2 separate regions of the Hordeum vulgare genome follow, and region 2 is linked to region 1. Evidence: chromatin contacts called from public Hi-C data. All regions are on one chromosome and are shown on one strand. Each heading gives the region's core, a stretch centred on a gene start, on an enhancer-like site or on the middle of the called end of the contact. The rest is flanking DNA. Distances are from core to core; before and after follow the strand shown.

Region 1 (3,722 bases), core at 63-2,562:
GCGATCGACCGTTGCTTTGTCTAATCTCTAGATAATATCATTCCCGCTAGCCCATCATTGGTGGGTGGTGCTGTGGATCAGACGCCCGCTCTCTCTCTCTCTCGTCCCCAATCCACACCCCCTTTTGGCCGCTGTTTCCGCTAGTGGACAATCCTGTGCCACGATTCAAATCTCAAGTGTCATCTTCTGTCGTGTTCAACATTACTTTGATCCATTGAGCCTTCTATTGCACGGTACTGTAAAAGATTCTTATATCATCCAATGAATAGTCCATTGCTCAGGTACCCTTTTTTTTTTTGCGTGCACTGGTACTACCAGAAAGCTGTTCTGAGGAAAGGAAAAGGAAGGAAGCGAGAGAAAGATGATGAATCATGGACAGGGGAGTGTCATTGGGAAGAAATGGACCAGGTTCTCAGTCGGATCGGTCTTAGATTTGATATGCCAAAGTAGAACGTACGGATCTTAGCCGCCCAAGCAGTGGGCCAAGTCCACCGTTTTGAATAGTCTGCTTTTTCTTCTGTCAAACTACAAGTAGGCCGTTCAAAAGAATTATTTCGTGTGCGGGGTTTCGATTCTCCTCGATATTGTCCGTCAAAAACATTCTTGTCATAGGTTTCTACCGCTTTCTTAGGACGGCGAGCTTACAATTACTTCTCGCAATGACGAAATTTGATGTCAGGCACTTCAGAACGGTTTAAGGATTCAACAGCGAGTACTACGGCTCCATGGCACTAGTCTTTAACTCTTTATAGGCAGGGATGGAGCTGCCTTATAGGCATTGGGGTCAGCTGAAATTTGAAAATCCTTCACTAGTTTAGTACTTGTATCATTACTTTCTTCGTTTGTAAATATAATTTTTTTTAAAGTTTTTACTAGAAAACTACACACGGAGCAAAATAAATGAATCTACACTCTAATATATGTTTATATACATCCGTATGTAGTTTTTTACTATTTTTTTTAAAGACTTATATTCAAAAATGGAAGAAGTAACATTTTTAGAAAGATGAACCCAATGCCATGTACATGATCCCGTCAAACTATTTTTCTAGCTCCGTCAGTCCTCCTAACCATCCAACCACGGGTTGATTTGCTTTGTTATTTTTGGTTTGTTTTGTAATACTTGGGCAAACTTTTGTAATAGCTCTATGCAGGACTATTTCTCAAAAGAAAAGGAAAATGTAGTATGGGCAGCAACAGAATTTGTTACACAAGTCGGTACAGTAACCACCGCCGCTGAGCTCAACCGCCAGACGATTCTGAGAAAACGGAATCTGCAAGACGTGAGGGGCCAGAACGTTAGAAGCATAAGCCACAAAAAAGTGGGAAGACGCGAGAACATTTTATCTATCCACTCTTCTTCTTCTGAAAGAAAAAAGAAGCAACCGAGCGAGAACAAAAGCGAAACCAAAACAGCCGAGCTGATTGGAAACATCCAGATGCTGCCGCTGCTACTAACTCAGCCCAGCGTATCCCCTCCAGAAAATATCATTTCTAGCGCCTAATCAAGGACCCTTGGTTTGTTGCTTCCGGAATTATATACATACCCACCACCATTGGAGCGAGCAGCAGGAGAGAGAGGGGAGGGGAGAGAAGAAGAGCAGCCACAAGAGGAGAAGGTTCGGCGGAGGTGGACGTCGAGAGCCCGGCGGAAACCGCCCGGAGCGATTGAGGCGCGGGTTGGTTCCCGGTGGACGGAATCGGATCGAAGCGGCCGTCAATCTCGGAGGACCCCGATTCGATTCGGCGGCGCGGGCCGTTCCGCTGCTGATTAATCCATGGATGGATATGCAGGTACCCCTTTGTCGCCGGCTTGTATTTCTGCGATTCCCGTTGCTGCGGTGGGCTCTGCCCGTTTATCGGTGGGAAATTTGCTGCTCCATTTCGATCGGTGACGGTTCCGCAATCCGCCCCCAAATTTGGGCCTCTCGTGCTCCGGATTTCGGCCGCTTCCGTGCTCCCGATTTCGGTAGTTTCGAGGTTTAGCCCATGCACGCCTGTTTGCTCGGCGATTGGCTGACCGCGTCTTCATTTGCGCCTTGTTTGGGCAGTATGGAGTGGAGTAGATAGCATTGTGATGGATGCGCAATCATTGGTTGGGAACTTGCTATTTCTATGCATTAGGCGGAAGCTGTAGAAACTGACTACTTTGTTTCTCCTGAGAGCTAAATATAGTAACCGTCAGGTAGTATTGATTGAGCTTATCTTGGTCATGTAGTGGGATTAATTGAACTCCCTTCTATTCGTGGGTTTAGTCATGTGATAGGATCAATTGAGCCTCTAATCAATGCTCTTCGATTCGTTTCTGCAGGGCTGTGAGGTGATCTCCTCGCATGGTTCGTCCTAGGTCCCTGGTTGCTTGCTCAGGCTCCAAGTTATGTGTCATCTCCAGTTGCCGTGGTAGCCAGGGGGGCATGATTAGTAGTGGCAAGATGGTAACCTTGCTTCCAATGGGTCCGAGTCGGAAATGCTGGTGTGGTTCTGCCCTTCCGGTGGTGATTGGTTCCAATTGATGGTTTGTCTATGCATTGATTTGGACACTGAAATGGCAAGATACTAAGAGGGCCGTTGAAAGGAACTGGATAGGTGTACCGCAGTAGCAATTACAAATTGGGGGTCTTCCTTCTCGCTGAGTATCAGAGATTGGTTGCCATGGGTTTACCCCAAGTTTCTTCAGTCAAGGAGGATGTTTCTACAGGATCGAGGACGCCTGTGTCAAGCCCCTCACGTATCAACGGTGTTGGTGCCTGCGATTTGGATGGGCTTCCTCGAGAATGCTCAAATGGCAAGGTTTCATATCGATCGATTGGCAATTTCACTAGACAGACTGCATCAGGTTCCCCAGATGAATCAAACGGGTATTTTAGAGACAGCCATGCGTTTGATGGACCCGCAGACTTCCAAGGATTCAGAATTGATGATTTTAGAGATGCAAATTCTAGATCTTCTCAAAAATTGCAGCAGCCTGCTGTCCATATGCCGACAACAAGGATTGTGGGCTTTGAATCAAACTGTATTGGAGGTCCTGATACAGCACAATTGGATACAATCTGTCCATCTGTGGCCAGTCATAATTGTGGTTCACCATTTGATCAGCATGAACTTCAGGCAAGGAAAAGACTGCTGTCTCCATTGAAAAATGTGCTCTCTAGAAAGTTCCATGGTGATTTACTGAATATTGCTTCTGCTGATGCTAGGTTTCAGCATTCCGAGCCAGGTAATAAAATGGTAAACACCGGAAGCCTCAGTTGTTTTGAGTCACAGGCATGTCCGACCCCTAGATGGTCCAGTCGGACTTCAGAATTTGATGTCAATAGGATTAATTCTAATCATTTCACTGATGGCCCTTTACTTGGGAACAAGGAGTCATTATCCTATTATGATCATCTAGCTGCCAGTGCAAAATTAGCACACTCTCCACTCTCATTATCTCCTCTCAGCCCTAGACGCATTCATAAAGTCAAGACTACAGAATCTCCAAGGCATGTAATGAAAGACATTGAAAATGATTTCCTAGATTTGAAGGAACAGGGAGGATTTGATGGAATTAGGATGCTAGATGTGTTAGAGGAAACTGACAGATTACATGATGAATATGATACTATGACCCCTAAGAGAAGTTCATGTAGAAGATATCAAAACTGGGGTTCTGAATCTTCACCTACGTCTCCGCGAGTTGGTTATGGACTTGGTTATGGACGGAGTTTGAGTCTCCCTGCAAG
Region 2 (4,091 bases), core at 1,280-3,779, 640 kb after region 1:
GTCTTAATGACATAATGTGAATGATCGAAGAGGGAAAGAAGAGACCGATTTTGATCCTTCTCTTCACCACCTGATGGCTGCGCTACTTAGGTAGAGCAAGGCACATGACTTTAGGTTTGACCGGTCCTCGACATATTCGAGCACCAATGCTAGCAGGACTTGATCTATGTCACGATGGTCATTGTTGACATGTGCGATGACACTCGTCGTCTTGATTTCTAACCAGTCTTGGGTGGGAATGCTAGAGTGTCCGGTCTCTCACCTAGATTCTGCTGTTCAGGTGACCACTTCGATCTGCGGCGATGGCCTTGGTGTGGATTGCGGTGGCCATTGAAAGGTCTTCATGAGGGTTCCTCCCCAAAGATCTGACTGTTGAGTTTAGCAGCAAGATGCAAGTTATGGATAACTACTTGACACAAAGTGATGGTTGCGCTATAACAAGAGTCGCACTTCGCATTTAGTTGTTGGGAACCCAGGAAAGTGGTGACGACAACATACGAGTGAAGTCGATGATGGTGATAATCGAGTACTCGGTCTCGATATCGGGGGTAAAAGCCTAGATTTGACCTGAGTTGGTTATACTTGGTAATTGTGATGCTTTAATGTCATTGCCTTGTTGAAAGCATTGCTCAGAAATGCTCGACTAATTCACGAGGATGAAAATTTTCGCCATGGGTCGTTGGATCAACTTTGGTCTTATATGACTTTACTATTTGCTAGTGTATTCATTGTGTGCGTGCATTGGTGTTTTCTTTCCCTTCTTTTTAGACAGGAAAATAATTTTATTCATTAGAGAATCTACGTACCATTTACGGTAGGTGATGAAACAAAGTCAGACATAGAGTAATCCCAAAAGCATGATGATCTAGAATTAAAAGCGGAGTTCGCTAGAGTATCAACTACCTCATGGGCCTCTCTAAAGCAATGTAGGAAATCAACATGAATTTTACTAGTTGCGTGCATCCTAACTACTACACGGAGGTCAGACGAATGTTATTATATTTGTATTCTTTTGATGTTGGGCATCAACTATAATTGCTCTTAAATATATGATGGGTTATGAATTAGTTGCTAGTACGAGTACTCACTGTTAGAAGGAAGAGAGAGGGATTGGTGTGGAATATGATGGATTTGCATAATGTGATGGTTGTTGTATTGAGCCTCATGAACGAGTATATACAAGAGTACAAACTTGGAGGGCAAGAAGCCTCTTTAAGAGATAAGGTAGGAGATAGATTACAAATCCTAGACTACCAAATACATAGACTCCAAATATATCTCTAACACCCCCCATGATCGTAGCAATAGCTTGTGAACAACAGGAGCATCGTGGACGGTCAGACTCGAGAGAATAACAACCGACGGGCTGACATCCCCCGCAATCACAACAGGAGCGTCGAGGACGGTGTCGCGTCGCAAACGCATGGAATGTAGAGGAAGCCGATGAGTTGCTCAAGCAAGGTGATAACCCTTTGTGTCGTTGTCGAAGTAGCTAAGAGTGTGGGTGGTGTAGTCGTGGCCGCGGTATCCGTGCGAAGGACGTCGTGGTCCATGTCGAGTTGGGGCTGCCGGCCCTCGGCCTCGCCGGCTCCGTCGCCTCGCTCCTCAGTCGTGTCGGGTCGGCTGCCCGGCTGCCGGCTCTGGCCACGTCAGTCGTCGTCGTCTTCATCTCGAACGCCGCCACCCCGCCTCCACCAAGCGACGTCCCTGACGTCGTAGAAGTGCATGTTGTAGCCAATGCAAACTAAAGATCAATATGATGAAAGAGACTAGGCAATAAATTTATACGTCAATATTCTCCCTCACGTGTGGCTCCCTCAGACCTAAACATGGACCAAAAATAGGCTACAATTTAATTGCGTCAACCGGGTATTGAACTCAAGACTTCTTAGATCTCATATCATGTTAGAAGAGAGATAGAGGGATTGATGTGGAATATGATGGATTGACATAATACGATGAATGTTGTATTAAGCCTCATGGACGAGTATATGTAGGAGTACAAACTTAGAGAACAAGAAGCATCTTCTAAAGATAAGGTAGAAGACGGATTACAAATCCTAAATTATCAACTACATGGACTCTAAATATATTTCTAACACTCACATCTCCGAATGATATAGCTGGTAGGAGACGGATTACAAATCTTAAACTATCAAATATATGAATTATATTTATTAAGATCGCCACAATTTTGCAATAATAATTAGATTTTGTAGAAAATGCAGACTATAAGACACGAAAGAGAATACATATCCGGCTGCAACTAGTTAGCAGCTCCTGAATTGAGGTCAGCCATGACGACACGGAAATAAACAATTCCCCACGAAATCTTGGACGCAGTATCTATACATGCATAGCTGGATTTGGTAATTGATGATTAAATTAAGGTGGGCTACGGCTAGTGGAAGGCCATGATTAGTGTGTGTATTATATTAGCAGCTCGAGCTTACCTTCTTCTTTTAGCACTGGTGCGTGTATGACAGGACTATTATATGCTAACAAATCTGATTTAATTAATAGCCGCGGAGTCCAGAAGCGTCTGTTTGGTCTACGGATCCGAGTTGTATAGACTAAATTATTGGGCTCCGAATCTAATCTTACCGGAAATAAAGTTGTCTTGTCGTATATTCCCCGTTTGCGTGAGAGACGAGTGACACTGTTCACAACACAAGGTGTTTTACGCTTTTCTGTACTCTGGTGTAAACTGGTAACTTTTTTTTTTTGCGGGGGAGTGTAAACTGGTTATTATCGTACTCCCTCCACGTTCCATAATATAAGAACGTTTTAAACTGTTATAAAAATGCTTTTATATTATAAAACGGAAAAAATATTAAATTAGCATGTCTAGAACTCACATGTTATCCGCTTGTTACTGCAGCCATTTCAGTTGGGCGGAACAAAGAGTTTGGAGGTCCTATTTAGCGTGCGTCAGACCCTGATCTTATTCCGCGCCTTAAGCTGTAGATGTACTAACCGCCGCCCACCACTCCGACCGAGCAGGCCAGCACATTTAGGGCTGTAGTTGTAGTTCATTTTTTCTTGCGTATTTTTTCCTATTTTATTTCTTCATCATTTTATTTCTTTATTCTTTATAATCTTATTTTTTAGGATTATTCTATATTTTACATGTGCGATACTTTTGTTGGTCCGAATGTTTTTTTTTAATTTGTGAACTCTTATTAAATCCATGAATCGTTTTTTCAAACACGTGGAATTTGTTCAAATTCATAAATATCTGGGAACATGTGCTATATTTTTGTTGATCCAAGATTACGTTTTCAAATTCGGTCTAGTTTTCCAATCTCTATTTTTAATAATCCATGAACATTTTAGTCAAAATCGATGATCTTTTTCTAAATTTGAGAAATTTCTTTAAAATATTTGAAAACATTTTTGCAAATGAGTGATTTTTTAAAAAATCAATGAATTTTTTTAAAACCGTCGCATGCGTGACGGGTCGGGACATAACAGCGGTGTTTCGACGCCAGAAACACTGGCACTGACCGGTGCAGAAGGCGTCAACTATGAGGTCTTGTTAGCAGGGAGCCACTAATCGTGCAGCCCCCACGCCTCCACATGCATTTCGGCCAGCCCATGTGTGGGGGTGGGCGCTCCTGTTTTTTTATTTCTGTTATTCATTTTTTGTTTATTGTTCGTTTATTTCTATAGAACTGTTCATCAATCTGAAGTTCTATTTGCTGGGGATTTCAAACATAATCTCAAATACAAAACTTTAAATAAATTTTAAATTGTTTCCAAATTTGTAAAATGTTCAATAATCTTGATAGTGTTTACGAATTCAAAAATGTTCTTTAATTTAGAAAATTGTCCCATAATTTCCAAATGTGTGCATCGCTAAAACATATTCACGAATTAACTAATTTATGCATTTTGAAAACAAATGTTTGCAAATTTAAATAAACATTTCAATTTTTCTAAAATTTTATGCTATTAAATATATTTGATGATACAATAAATCTTCATGAATTTCAAAACAATTTTCGTAGATTCAAAACCAATCAAGAATTTCAAAAATTATTCCATCTTCCAAAAAGTTATATTAAAAACCCATATTTTAGGAAAACAAA

What was found. A called contact is a pair of places that touch in the nucleus more often than the background predicts.
Region 2: a contact with region 1 is called in a Hi-C map of seedling, with 5 times the contacts expected there. The contact joins the enhancer-like site here to the promoter of LOC123409984 in region 1. A contact is called at or near these places in 3 of 6 Hi-C or Micro-C datasets (leaf and seedling) and 1 of 1 datasets of contacts at active chromatin or transcription factors (embryo).

What each region holds. Positions count from the first base shown.
Region 1 is chr7H:212,288,684-212,292,405 of MorexV3_pseudomolecules_assembly, forward strand. It overlaps LOC123409984, which reads left to right and starts at 1,313. Exons shown (of 7, transcript XM_045102851.1): 1 at 1,313-1,794; 2 at 2,312-3,722. The coding sequence starts at 2,653.
Region 2 is chr7H:212,929,917-212,934,007 of MorexV3_pseudomolecules_assembly, forward strand. No RefSeq gene overlaps it. Among protein-coding and RNA genes, the nearest start is that of LOC123411621, 140 kb to the left of the region's middle. Within about 2 kb of position 2,530, at least 3 of the 3 cell types and tissues checked have open chromatin away from gene starts, as enhancers often do. A contact at or near this core is called in leaf and seedling, where this site is marked.